Regions from separate parts of the Mus musculus genome. Here region 2 is linked to region 1. The links are chromatin contacts, called in public promoter capture Hi-C maps. All regions are on one chromosome and are shown on one strand. The core of a region is the stretch at or near the end of the contact, and the rest is flanking DNA. Distances in the headings are between cores, read along the strand shown. Region 1 holds the start of Nckap1l (NCK associated protein 1 like). Region 2 holds the start of Copz1 (coatomer protein complex, subunit zeta 1).

Region 1 (7,025 bases), core at 1,670-4,169:
CCATACACACCGTTAACACTTGTGGGTAAACGCATTAGCCTCACAAGTCTGATGATCCAAGCTCTATCCCTTGAACCCACAGATGTAGTGGCACATGTCTGTAATCCTAGCACTCCTACAGCAAGATGGGAGGCAGAGATAGCAGATTCCATGGAACGTTAATGAGCCAGCTAGCTTGGTTTACAAAACACAGTAGCAGAAATAATAGGACCTAAAAGGAGAGAACCAACCTCCAAAAGTTATCCTGTGACCTTCACACCCACTTCCTGGCATACACATGCCTGCAAGTGCACACACAACACACATACATAAATACATTTTTTTTAATTGAGAAAACTATGATTCAGTAAACAGAAGTCAGCCATAATCCATCACCAAATATATTTAATTTTGGTATGTGATATATAACATTCTAAATGCTTAGAGTGGCTGTATTAATACTACCTGATATAAGTTTATATTTTGTTTTCTTTAATTGTTTTTGAAACAGGATTCTGTGTAACCCAGGCTAGCCTAGAACTCAATATGTAGCTGAGGCTGACTTTGAATTTCTGATTCCCTTGCCTCTACCTCCTAGGTGCTGGGACTGTAGATTCGTGCCACTGACCATATCCACTTACATATTTCTTGAAGTAATATGGTAAATAGGGTATTTCATATATCATTTATTAACACTACAACTTAGACATTTTTGAATACTAGTGCCTTTATCCTTTTCTTTCAAGAACCTACAATAAGCAACATAAATGAATACCTACTAAAAAGGCTCAGCCCCTGAAGCCCATGTTAACCCTGGCTACAGAGGACTCACCCGAAATTCCATGACATCCACAAATGACTGGTAATAGTTAGTGAGGAATCTAATTATCTCAGCTTTTTCACGATGCACTGGTCCTAAATGTTGCTGAAAGAAACACAGATCAAACAAGACATGTAAAATTAAAAATAAAATTAAAAAAGCAACTGCTCCAAGTAACTAAAAACTAAGAGTAATATCATTCTTAACCACTGAGCTATCTCTCCAGACAATCATTAGAATTGAAAATTTAAATACCCAGTCATTCTTTAAGGGGTGAACATGCTAGGGTGGGATCAATAGCTCGCCAGCATTCTCCAGTCTCTAAACAGAAATTTTCTATCTGGATTGGATGGCCAGATGTGATTCAAACTACAGTCAGAAGACTAGCTGAAAGGAGATTTTCAGTTTCATTTCAGTGAAGACATTTGCTATATAAATCAATAGGAAAAGAAGCAGAGTATAAAGATACTATGAATAGAGTGAGAGAAATCTAGGGATAACACAGTACAGGAGTATTGTGCTGTATACAGAAGTACAGGATATGCCACTGGATGCATAGCATGCAGCAACAAAGAAGCATAGTGTAGATCAAGTGCTACAGTAAAAGATGTGCCCGGCAAGGTTGGTGGAGATGCTTCTCTGTGTACCAGGTGTCCTCATGAACCTGGCTGGCAAGACTGTGCCCCAGTTCACCATGGGAGGCTCCCATCTGAGCTTACGACCCTCAATGCCTGAAGCCCCGAGTCTGAGTCTAGGAAACTATAGGTGGCTACACTTAAAGACAAGACAAAGTGGAGAGTCTGCAATAATCTGCCATGCAAGAATAATGTTACAGAAAGGAGGAAATGAACCCAAGTTCTCACCGTGCTATTTCGGACATCTATGTTGGGAAACTTCTTGTTGATGTACTTGAGACATGATTCCATGGACTTTTCCAGTAAAAAAGGTGGCTTGGATTTTGAATCTGAACAGGTCTACACATAAAAAAAAGTAATATTAAACTACCGTACTATTTTTCCATTTAGATACAAGCCTTTGGATGCATCATTCACTCCCACTATCTCTTTTGGAAATGGCAGTCTGAAATTTTATTATAAAAGCATGAGGGTAGTTGAAAACCAAGTTCGTTCCAGACAGTGAACTAGTACTCCTAAGAGCTAACAACCTGGCATCTTGTCTTAACTGAGGCTTAGCTCTAACACAGAGAGGAAGCTGCTTCCCCACCCCTCCTCTGAAGCCGGAAGTAGTGAGAAAAGTGGCTGATCATAAGTTGGACTTTATATAAAGCTCTGGGTCCCAAGAGACTTTACAAACGACATGACAGAAACCATATTCCTGGTGCTTTACTACAAAACGCACAAAGGTCCGTTTCCACAAGTTCCTTCTTTCTCTTCCTGGAAAGTCTCACAATTACCCACCTTTATCCTGCCTTCTACAGTCGCTGGCTCACCTTTTGGCATCATCTTTGTCCAGTTTCATAGTTACTCTCCTAAGCACACACACGCAGCATTCACAGCCCCAAACTACCTTAGAAAACACCACTTCCTTAAATGTTTCCCCTTTTAAGGAAATAATTACACACAAACATACACATACACACACAAACACAATTTTTGCCAGAGACACAACTTGAAAACTCAAAAACTAGAGAAACTGACAATAAGTAAACCCCAAATTCTAGACCCCAGACCCTTAATCAAATCACTCACAACACAAATATTCTCTTTCCCACCCAACCCTAAGTCATAGGGGAAAGGTGATGCTCTCAAAAAGGCAAGAATAATACCTAGAAAGGACACGCCTTAAAAAGAAGCCTCCCTCTATCTCCCCAAACTGTGGGAACCATACCGTCTAAGTGGCTGAAAGCCACTTAAAGCAATGGAGAAAAAGATATGGCTTGACTATTGGGCCTGCAGGCCTCCAGGTTCCTGCCATGATTTGCTAGACGGGTCTTCTTGCTTACCTTCTTGATGTTGTACATGCGGATGAGAACTCCCTGTCCTCGGTCATTCAGGATCGTGAGCTTCTCTGCTAATTTAAGCTGATAGGCAGAGGTCAAAGACATGATGGCCACCGAGAGAGAGGACCATCCGGATAACAAGACCCAAATGCCCCAAATATTCTCAGCCTGGCTGGCAACACCCTCTGTGTAAAAGGACCCGCCCTGGTTGGTGCACCGAGCTTCCGGTTGCTTCTGTAATTGGCTCATGGAGGATAGCAGTCACTATGGCTCACAGGCCTTCAGAGCCCTCTTGTGCTTCCTCTTGCACCCTCAGCAGAGGAGACTTCCTCTTTCTGGTTGTGCAGTACTTCAGTAAGAAGTGGGCGGAAGCTGAGGAAGAGAACAGGCTTTCACGGCTCCTCACAATGCAGTACCAACTGTTCTGGCCTTCCCTCTCCCCAAATGTCCCAGACAAAGCACACACCAAACAAATATCTACTACCAGCCCCATTCACCTCTACACTTACCCTTTTAGATCCCGGTCAAGAATGCCTGTTATTTTCTACTGACCCTTAGGCCCCAGCATCCTTTAGGACCCTGGTCTCTTTCTAACTATTCCATTCAATGACATGTTCACTATATTTTATTTATAAACATAAATATATTTATATATAAACATATATATACATACACACACTCTCTCTCTCTCACACACGCACACACACATATATATATATATCACATGGTTGCAAGGGTTGAGAAAGTCTTGTAAACCCCAGGCTATACTCAATCTATCTCCTTATGTAGTTGAAGATAAGCTTGAACCTCTGATCTCCTACTTCTACCTCCAGTGTGCTGGGATTAGCTTCCTTGTTATATTTTTAAGCATATGCTTTCTCTCTCTCCCACCCACATCATATGTTCCTTCCTAATGACAGGTATGATATCTAATATTGATATCCTTTGTAGTATTTAGTACAGTGAATCAGTAAGCATGATCCAGCAGTAGCAGCAGCACTTGGAAACTTGTTAGGTTTGATAAACAATAAAACAAAATATTTTAAAAGAAACTTACTAGACACACAAATTCTTTGACGTCACTCAAGACCTGCTGAACACAAAATCTTTTTTTTTAAGATTAGTTAGTTAGTTAGTTAGTTAGTTAGTTAGTTAGTTAGTTAATGTATGAGTGCATCTGCATATATACTTGCATGCCAGGAAAGGGCACCAGATCATAATATAGATGATTATGAGCCACCATATGGTTTCTGGGAATTGAATTCAGGACCTCTGTTAAGAGTGTCCAGAGCTCTTAACCACTGAGCCATCTCTCCAACCCTCAACCCAAAATCTTAAGGTAGAACAGGCATGTTTTGTTTTTGTTTTTTTGTTTTCAAGGTGTGTGTGTGTGTGTATGTGTGTGTGTGTGTGTGTGTGTGTACACTCAAACACATGACAAAGGAGGACAGAAGAGAACATCAGATACCCTGGAGCTAAAGTTACAGGTGGATGGTGTGAAACTACTAACTTAGGTTCTCTGGAAGTGCATCAAGTACTCAACCACTAAGCCATCTATCTCTCCAGCCCCTAACACATGCTATCCTACAACAAGTTCTCTGGGTGACTCCAGTGTGCCCTCAAGTCTGAGAACAATCCTACTTAGCAATGGTAACAAAGGTATGTTAAAAAAAAAAAATGTATAACAAAACTTTTCCTGGGGAAACACGACACACATGTCTACTCTTCTCCAATATAGGACACCCACAACATTCCAAAGTACAGATACCACCAGAATCCAAGTTAATGAACCATGAGCTTTATTAGGGTTACTTACAGGAATATGGGTGAGGGGTTACTTATAGAAATACAAGAAATGACTCAAGGACAGCTGCTTCACCAACGTCCATCCAAACATGGATAACAGATCACAAAGCTGGGAACCTGGAGAACCCTGCACAGCTTGCTTGCAGCTCAACTGGTTGGAGAGTGTTCTCTCCAAGTGCCTCAGTTGGTCTAAACATCTTCCAGACAATTCAGCTAGTTTCTACTTCTTCCAGACAGCTGGTCTAGTATCAGAGTCTTTGCAGATTGGCACTCACTTCTGAGAAGCACTCTCAGTTTTTATTGCTTATTCTGGAAGAGAGGGGCCTAGTGAATCTAGTCAGTTTCAGGGACTTCCCTAAGTTCTTTTGAGTTGTTTACCTTCCTGGTTAAAGGGCTTCCATACAAGGTGGAATGTAAAAATTTCTAAGAGGAAGCTGTTACACAACAAATTGAGATCAGTTTCAGCTCTCAGAGATTTGGATTGATAACCTATAGTAGGACCTGAATTTCCAGGTACCCAAGGAGGTCTTGGTGCAAATGTCACAGGGAACACATCTGAGAAATACCCATGTTCAAAAACCCCTCTTAGATACAGCAACCATTCAGCAAATCTACTGGTTATAATAACTTATTGAGGGCTAGGGTTATGGTTCGATTGACAGAATTCTGGCCCAACATATATGAAGTTCTAGGCTTGATTCCCAGCACCACATAAAACCAGGCATGGTGGTACGCACTGTAATATTATAAGGATTCAAAAATCGCTGAAGGAAAACCTCCAGACTCAGATAGTATGCAAAGACTGTAGGCACAAAATTTTTGTAGCCTACTTTTAATAAGGGTTCAACCCTTCCTTTAGCTCACCACCCAGCAGAGGTAGTAGAAGAGAAAAGTTATTAGGATATGGGGGAAATGGACTTGTTCAGCAATAGTTCTTTGGTGTATTATCTCAATCTTCTTTGGCAGCAGTTCAGTCCCATAGCAAACACCAAATACATCTCAGCAGCTGCAGACTAATCCTCCAGCCAGGCAGACACCAGGCATGAACCAGAAGCTGTAGTTCAATCCTGAAGAAGCCACTAGTGTCACCAATCAACCTCAGGTGAGGCCACAGAAGTGACAAGCTGCTGCAGGTACTTCTGTGTGAGTTTCTCCCAATAGCATCTTTATCACAAGTTGAACACAATGCTATGTAAGGTAAACCAATACAGGTTGTTAGTGAAGACTAGCAAAGTGGAGCAAACCAAACCAATGCTCAGTGCTCATCTCCCACTGTCTGTGGGATCATATTTATAATCTTTCATCCTGTATTCTTTCACGTGTTTGCTATAACCAAACATCCTTTCACCTGTGTCTGCTTCAAGAAAACATTCTTCCATGTGTCTGCTTTAGCAAGACATCCTTCCACCTGTGTGTCCCAGCAAAGCATTCTTTGACGTAACTACTTTCCAAAGAAACTAGACGTTTCTACTAAGACAAAGAACATTTATTCTGCAGAAATATCCAGTAATGTGGGAATCAACCATTCTCCAAAATGGCAACCCCAGACTAAGGCATGCAAGTCTCTTATAGGGAACCAAGGGGAACTCTCTAGAAGGATTAAGTAATCTAAAATTTAATTGATGGGTGCTAGGGGGTCACGGGTGGTCAGTGGTCTACATTCTTATAACATTAATGATTGACCATAGGATGAAATAGGGCTGCCCAGCACAGATGGCTCATTCTGAGATAAGATATTTCCCCATTTTTGTCATTATCCCCAGGCTATTCTTTGGGAAGGAGTTTGATGATCTTATTCTGGATTTTATGGTCTGTTCCTAAAGCTAATGTCTTGTGGCCTAGTTTCTAGGACTTATGGGTCTGTTCCTGGAGCTGCTGCCTTACAGCCTTTTTTCTAAACCAGGCTTGGTTCTTAAATGGAGACAAATGGGGTTTATGTTGTCCTTGCAATACCAGCATTCAGGAGGGAAAAGCAGAAGAATCAGAAGTTCATGGGAACCTGTTTTGAAAACTCAAAGATATAAAACTAATAATTTATTAAATTATTAAGAATAAATTGATTTTAAAAAGCCCCATGATGAAGATCCAGATTAATCAGTAAGAAAATGTAGAGAGACTTTCTTATATATTGTATGGATGCATCATAGCCTATGCCTATGGCTTAGGCAGGAAATAGAAGGTGGGACATCTGAGAGGAGAAAGAATTCTGGGATAGAGCCAGGTGCAGGAAGATCCAACCAAGAAGATATGAGAAGACATAGTTCCTGAGCACAGGTAACCAGCTACGTGGCAGAATGTAGGTTAAAATAAGTGGGTTAATTTTAGTTAATTCTAGTTAGAAAAGAGTCTGGCTATATGACTAAGGTATTTGTAAATATATTTTGAGTCTGAATCTTATTTTTGGGAGCATGGGGTTGGTAGGAAGAACCAGACATAACTTCCTCAAGGTAAAATCAATAA
Region 2 (7,025 bases), core at 1,387-3,886, 180 kb after region 1:
ACCCTGATCTACACAGCAAGATCCAAGCAAGGCAGGACTACATAATGACACCCAGTTTCCAAAAAAAAAAAAAAAATCATTAAATAAAGTTGGAAAGAACATAGGGGAAAAAAAAAGACAACAGTTTAATCGTCAAGAACTTTAAAAATCAGCACAAAAACTAATACCTGTAGGTTTGGTTTGTTTGTTTATTGAGACAGGGTCTCTCTCTACATAGCTTTGACTGTCTGGGAACTTGCTAAGTAGACCAGGCTCACTTCAGACTCTCAGACATCCACCTGCCTGTGCCAACCAAACACTGAGATTAAAGGTGGGAGCCACAATCCATAGCTCCCTGTAGGTATTTTACCATCAACAAAAACTTTATACAACCCATGGCTGAAAGGAAAATTCTGCAAACTGAAGAGGTGCAAGAACCTACAGAAACCTCAGAAACCTGGTGACTCTGGGATAAGACAAATTCAAACCCAGCCCAAGCTACATAATGAGACTGTCTCAAAAAAAAAAAAAAAAAAAAAATTTGTTCTGAGAGAACAAGGAAACAAAACTGGAACGGGGTTTTGGCACTGCCCTTCCTTAGAAAGAGCCTTTTCCTACAGCTCTGCTTCCCTAAACCCAGTACATTAAGGTGCTAGTGACAAAGGCTCAGTATAGTTTTAAAAGTAAAGGTGAGGGATATGCAGGCAAGTTAGCAAGGGTCTGTTACTACATGCAGCTGGTTAGCTCAGCTGCAAGGGGGAACAATGAGGAAGAAGCAGGCTGAGAGATACCACACAGTGCAAGAAAGAGAGAAAATGACACAGAGATTTCCCCATACAACCTCAGCTCTCCTAGTGCTGGGGTCAAACACAGGGCTTTTAAAGATAGCTAGACCATATGCTCTTAGCATTTACACCCAGCCCAACAGAACCAATGGGAAAGGAGTTCCCCAAGTACCATTTTCCTCACTCTTTAAGCTGGTTCCACTAAATTACATTAATTTTGGTTTTATGAGACGAGGTCTTATTTTGTAACCCAGGCTGGCCTCAAACTAGCAACAATATAGCCTCAGCCTGAGTGCTGGGGTTACAGGTGTGAGCAACCACACCTGATTAAGAAGACCAAAAACATCCAAGGAAACTAGTTTCACAGACTCTATCCACATCGTCACAAGATTTTTAAAAACTCATTGACCGGTATAGTAAATACTTGAACTACTCAATACATTAAACATTTTGCTTCAACTTGTCCAACACATATGATGAGAATAAATTCTCTTTGACATTTGCAAGAAGGAAAGTAAGGAGGTTTGAACAGATAGGTCAGTGGTTAAAGTGCTTGTCATACAAATAAGAAAACCAAAGTTCAAATTCCCACATAAATGCCAGGTGAGTATAGATGTCTGCCCTGGCTACGTGGCAAAGTTGATTCCAGTCAGACCTACATGAAACTCTCAGTGAGAAAACTAAAACAAGTTGATGTGGTGGCACATACCTCTAGTCTCCGAATTTGGAGGGTAGAGGTAGGTGGTCCTCTGTGAGTCTGAGGCCAACATGGCTTACATAATGAGTAGCTAGGGCATCAGGAAAGGGAAAGGTAGAGAGGGACCCTGTCTCAAAAAACTTTTTTTCCTTTAAAGAAAGAAAGAAGAAAAAGCTTTTTTTCTTTTACTGACAAGAGTTTGATATGTACACTTACAAGGAATATAAATGAAAACAGGAGCTAAGGAAGACTCTTAGAAACAATCCTGGAGTCCAACTAAAGGAAAGAAGCTGGGAGTTAAATTCCTACACTAACACACAGACACAGGTAGGCAGACTCATGGGTCTCTAAACTGCTGGCCAGTGTCTTGAAAGAAATGCTCTGATCCTGTTCTAGGGGGCAGAACAAGCAGAAAGGATCAAGGGACAAGAGAGTTAAATGCACTTCTATAATCACAATTCTCATGTAAGCAAGAAGGCTGAAATGGATCTTACAGTATGAGTTCCTAAAGTCTGAAGGAGGGGAGAGTAGGAGAGAAGAATAAGGAGTCAGAAAAAGATATTCCAAAATCTATACTAGCTCTACCAAGTATTCCTGAACCTGGATGGAATGCTGACTCTCAATCATGACAGAATTACATACTAAGGATTAACAGGAAAATAAAAACAAGTTTTGTAAAGGAACAGGACATGGAATTGCCAAAAGGTAGTCGAATTCTGACCACCACCAGGAGGATCTGGGACTGACAAAACACCTCTCTTCTGCCATTGCAACTTGGGGGACTAGAATATGAGGGTTTGGGGAAACTCAAGTAGGTATGATCCACAACAAAAACCATCGGGGAGAACTTGAAAGACACCCCTCCAGCGCAATCAGAATTCTCCTAAGGACCCTGCATGTTCTCTTCAACTTTGCCACCGACTCCTGCTCTCTTGCCGGCAAGGCTTCCTACTCTATACCGCGGCTCTAGCTCCCATTGTAGGCCACACTTGCATTGCACAGATAGCGGGAGCTTTGGCCCCCGAGGCCTGCCCGGAACCCTCTCCCGGCCCCAGCTGATGAGCCCCACCTCCCGGACCCCCTGGACACCACAACGGAGCCACTGGCCCTCCAGCTCCTACCAAAATCAGCGCCTCCATCTTGCCCGTAGCTGCTGCCGACGTGGAGTCGCACAAGCGACGTCACCGCTGATTGGCCCTGAGTCTTCGCTAGGTCCCGCCTCAAAGAGGCAACATTGGGTGAAGATGAGCCAGCCTTCGCGTCTTGACCAGTCAGCGTAGTCACTCGCTTCACGGAAGCCAACTGTCCAGCCAGAAGAGGCAGCTGTTAGATTGTCACCCGGAATTTTCAATGAAAGGCCAAAACCTCAGCACTGAAGGGGCGGGAGGATCATTGAGGGCGGTGTTGTTTCCATGGGGAACGGAGGAAGCGATTGTTACTTTGCTATTGGTAGGAGGAAGCCACGTGATTCTGTCAGCCTCCAATTCGCACTCGCTATAGGGGGTGCTATGTGTAGCCCTTAACATTAGCCTTGCTGAGAAGCCCTACCCGAATACAGATTCCCATCGCCACCATTAGGATATCCACAGCTGTAGTGTCCTTGGGTCATTTCAACAACCTCGGAAAGTTCACCAAGTTAGCTATAGGCAGCCAAGCGTTAACTACACAAACCAAGGTCTCGAGAAGTATATCCCAGGATATACACGTGTGGCATGCACACATACCCAATAAATATATATTTTTTTAAGATTTATTTATTTCATTTATATGAGTACACCGTAGCTGTCTTCAGACACACCAGAAGAGGGCATCAGATCTCATTACAGCTGGTTGTGAGACACCATGTGGTTGCTGGGAATTGAACCCAGGACCTCTGGAAGAGAAAGCACCCAATGTTCTTAACCACTGAGCAATCTCTCCAGACCACCCCCCTCAATATTTTTAATGTAATTTACTTAAAAAAAAAAAAAAAACTGTGGGGACTGGAGATATGGCTCGGTAGTTAAGAGCTCATATTCGATGGGCAGTGGTGGCACATGTTTTTAATCCCAGCACTTGGGAGGCAGAGACAGGCGGATTTCTGAGTTTGAGGCCAGCCTGGTCTACAAAGTGAGTTCCAGGACAGCCAGGGCTATTTAGAGAAGCCCTGTCTCGAAAACAAAAACAAAAAAAAAGAGCTCATACTCTTCGTGTGGAAGACCTGAGTTCAGTTGCCAGCTCCTATGCCCCGTTGCTCAGCTTCAGAGAATCTGCTGCCCACTGCCCACTTTCTGTCTGGGAGTTGAGTACAGGAGACCTGCACTTTGATGGACAACGTTTTCCCACTTTGGTTCAATTTGAAATAGGATATCAAGGCATTGGAGATTAGAGCGAATGGAAAGAAAGCTATCAGCTTCTGACCCCCAGAACAATAAGAGTTACAAGGCCAGAGATCATTAGCCTTTGACCTCCATCTTATGCTGTGTCCCACCTCAGTACCTGACCCTACCAGGGCTGGCCCCCCTACACCTCTCCGTGATCTCTGCATCAGTTCCTACCTCCAGGTTCCTGCCCTGCCTGAGTTCCTGTAGTTCCTGTCCTAACTTCCTTCAATGATGAACAGCCATAGGGAAGTGTAAGCCAAATAAACTCTTTTCTCCCTAACTTACTTTTTTGGCCATAGTGCTTCATCACAGCAATAGAAACCCTAAAGTCAGTATATCTGTGCACCCTTTACATACCTGGTACCTGTGGAGGCCAGAAAATGATATCAGATCCCATTGAACTGGAGTTGCAATGGGATTGTGAGCTGCTATTTGGGTTCTGGGAATCAAACCCGGGTACTCTGGAAGAGCAGCCATAGTTGTTAAAGGATGAATCCTCTCTCCTGTCCCAGTGGCGGGCATTGTTCTTGCTTTGGCAGATTAATGATAATAATAACATTTTTCTGCCCATTTATTATGTGCTAAGCATAATGCTCAACCATTCAATTATTTATTGTTTAATATAACTGGTGGGGTTGTTTGTTATAGTTGAATTTTTGTTTTTAATATTTTTATTATTTCAGAGTTCCATGCAATGTACTTTGATCACATTCAGAACCTCCAATTCCTCTCCTCAATTCCTCCTAGATCTACCTTTGTACACCCCAACTTCATGTCTTTTGTTTTGTTTTGTTTTTTCTTTGTTTTGTTTTGTTTTTTGGTTTTTGGTTTTTGGAGACAGGGTTTCTCTGTGTAGCCCTGGCTGTCCTGGAACTCACTCTGTAGACCAGGCTGGCCTCGAACTCAGAGATCCGCCTGCCTCTGCCTCCCAAGTGCTGGGATTAAAGGCATGCGCCACCACACCCGGCATGTCCAGTTCTTTTGTTGTGGTTTTGGTTTGGGTTTTTTGAGACAGAATCTCTTTCTAGCTCTAGCTGTCTTGGAACTGACTCTGTAAACCAGGCTGTTCTTGAACTCACATAGATCTATCTGCCTTTGCCTCCCGAGTGCTGGAATTAAAGCCACCACTATCCAACTTTGTTTTTGTTTTTTAATAAGCCATTAACGTCTGTTCATGCTGTTCATATATTTCTGGATATAGGATCCTCTTTTGGAGCATAGTGTTGCTTTTTTGAGACAAAGTTTCACTCTAGCTGAGACAGGCTCAAACTTCCCATAATCCTCCTACCTCAGTTTCCTGAGTGCCCGGGTTACAGGTGTGAGCCAACAATTGACACATTTTTCTAAGAATCTCATAGAGTTTGATGATGATGACAGTCTATTATTATTTTGTTGTTGTTGTTGTTATGATTTGGCCAGACTGTCCTGCACCTCTTCTAATTCTATTTGAAAGGCTAAAACAGGAAGATCACTTGAATCCAGGAGTTTAAGAGTAGTCTGAGTCGGGGCAGTGGTGGCGCACGACTTTAATCCCAGCACTTGGGAGGCAAAGGCAGGCAGATTTCTGAGTTCGAGGCCAGCCTGGTCTACAGAGTGAGTTCCAGGACAGCCAGGACTACACAGAGAAACCCTGTCTTGAAAAAAAAAAAAAAAGAGAGAGAGAGTAGTCTGGACAATAGAGTAGGACCCTCCTTCTTGAGCAAAAGAGAGACGGGTAGTTTTCGATATAGCTTAACTTAACTTGGTAATATGCTCGCCCACCATTCACAGAGCCCTGTGTTTTAGCCTCATGGAACCAGATACCTCTAATCTTAGCACACTGGACGTGGATACGAGAGGGTCAGAAGTTCAAGTTAGTCCTCAGACACACACTGAATATGAGGCCAGCCTGAAGCACATGAGATCTTGCCTCAAAGGAAAAAATAATACAAGGCTGGACATGGTGCCCATATCTTTAATCTCAGCACTTGGGAGGCAGAGGCAGAAAGATCAGGTACTGAAGGCCGGCTTTAGCTATGTAACAAGTTTCACACCAGTCTGGGCTAACTGAAACCCTTTAGAACAGTGGACCTCAGCTTTCCTAATGCTTGCTGGGATTACAGGTACGTGTCATCAACCTCTGGCAAGGAGGATTTCTCTTTTAAATGCTAAAAAATCATTCTCAAGGTAAAAAGAAAAAAAAGAAAAGAAAAGAAAAGAATAAAAGAAAAAACCCAACAACCAAAAAGGAAAGTACTTTTTTTTTAAAGTTTGAAGTAGATGATTATTACATCCATTTTTCAGATGAGAAATAGAACCCAGAGAAGCTGTTAGTTGGCAGCATACATCTGAGGTCTGAAGACCTTGTCCTAAAACCATTTTCTTGACCAGACCATAGCCCTCTAATCCCTGCTGCCTGCGAAGCCGAAGAAGAAGAATAAGGAGTTAAGACTGTCTGAAAAACTTTGTGAGCATTCCCCTGCCCTGCTTTTATGTTTGTTTCTTTGTTTGAGACACAGAGTCTCTAGCAGCATAGGATGACCTTGACTTTGCTGTATGATAGAGACTGCATTTGAACTTCTGATCCTCTTGCCGGAGCTTCCTGAGTGAGATGATAGCCATCTGCCAACCACACACCACAGCATACTTCCCTCATTTTTTTTTTTAAATTACTGTCTGCTGGGTGCACACCTTTAACTCTAGCACTTAGGAGGCAGACATGGATGGATCTCTGTGAGTTCGAGACCAGCCTGGTTTACATATTGAGTTCCCAGACAGCCAGAGCCATAAAATAGGATCTTGTCAAGACAGGAAGAAAGAAAGAAAGAAAGAAAGAAAGAAAGAAAGAAAGAAAGAAAGAAAGAAAGAAAGAAAGAAAGAGAGAGAGAGAGAGAGAGAGAGAGAGAGGGAGGGAGGGAGGGAGGGAGGGAGGGAGGGAGGGAGGGAGGGAGGAAGGAAGGAAGGAAGGAAGAAAGAAAGAAAGAGAACAAAGAAACAGAAAAAAAGAAAGGGGGCACAGCAGAGTGGCTCAGTGAGTAAAGGTGCTTATGGCACAAGCCTTGTTACCTGAGTTTACCTCCAGAACTCACAGAAAGAAGAGAAATGACTCCAAAAGTTTGCTCTCTCTCTCTCTCTCTCTCTCCCTTTCTCTCTCTCTCCCTCTCTCTCTCTCTCTCTCTCTCTCTCACACACACACACACACACACACACACACACCCCTCC

Evidence for each region. Capture Hi-C pulls out chosen DNA fragments and counts their contacts.
Region 2: a contact with region 1 is called in a promoter capture Hi-C map of adipose tissue. The contact joins the promoter of Copz1 here to the promoter of Nckap1l in region 1. A contact is called at or near these places in 2 of 39 promoter capture datasets (macrophages and pre-B cells) and 1 of 9 other capture datasets (adipose tissue).

Annotation. Positions count from the first base shown.
Region 1 is chr15:103,449,719-103,456,743 of GRCm38.p6, reverse strand. It overlaps Nckap1l (NCK associated protein 1 like), which reads right to left and starts at 2,919. Exons shown (of 31, transcript NM_153505.4): 1 at 2,763-2,919; 2 at 1,663-1,773; 3 at 812-904. The coding sequence starts at 2,864. Gm52195 (a long non-coding RNA gene) reads right to left here. Exons shown (of 4, transcript XR_003951567.1): 4 at 5,566-5,753. It also overlaps a transcript of Gtsf2 not described here.
Region 2 is chr15:103,268,499-103,275,523 of GRCm38.p6, reverse strand. Copz1 (coatomer protein complex, subunit zeta 1) reads right to left here and starts at 2,636. Exons shown (of 9, transcript NM_019817.2): 1 at 2,583-2,636. The coding sequence starts at 2,600.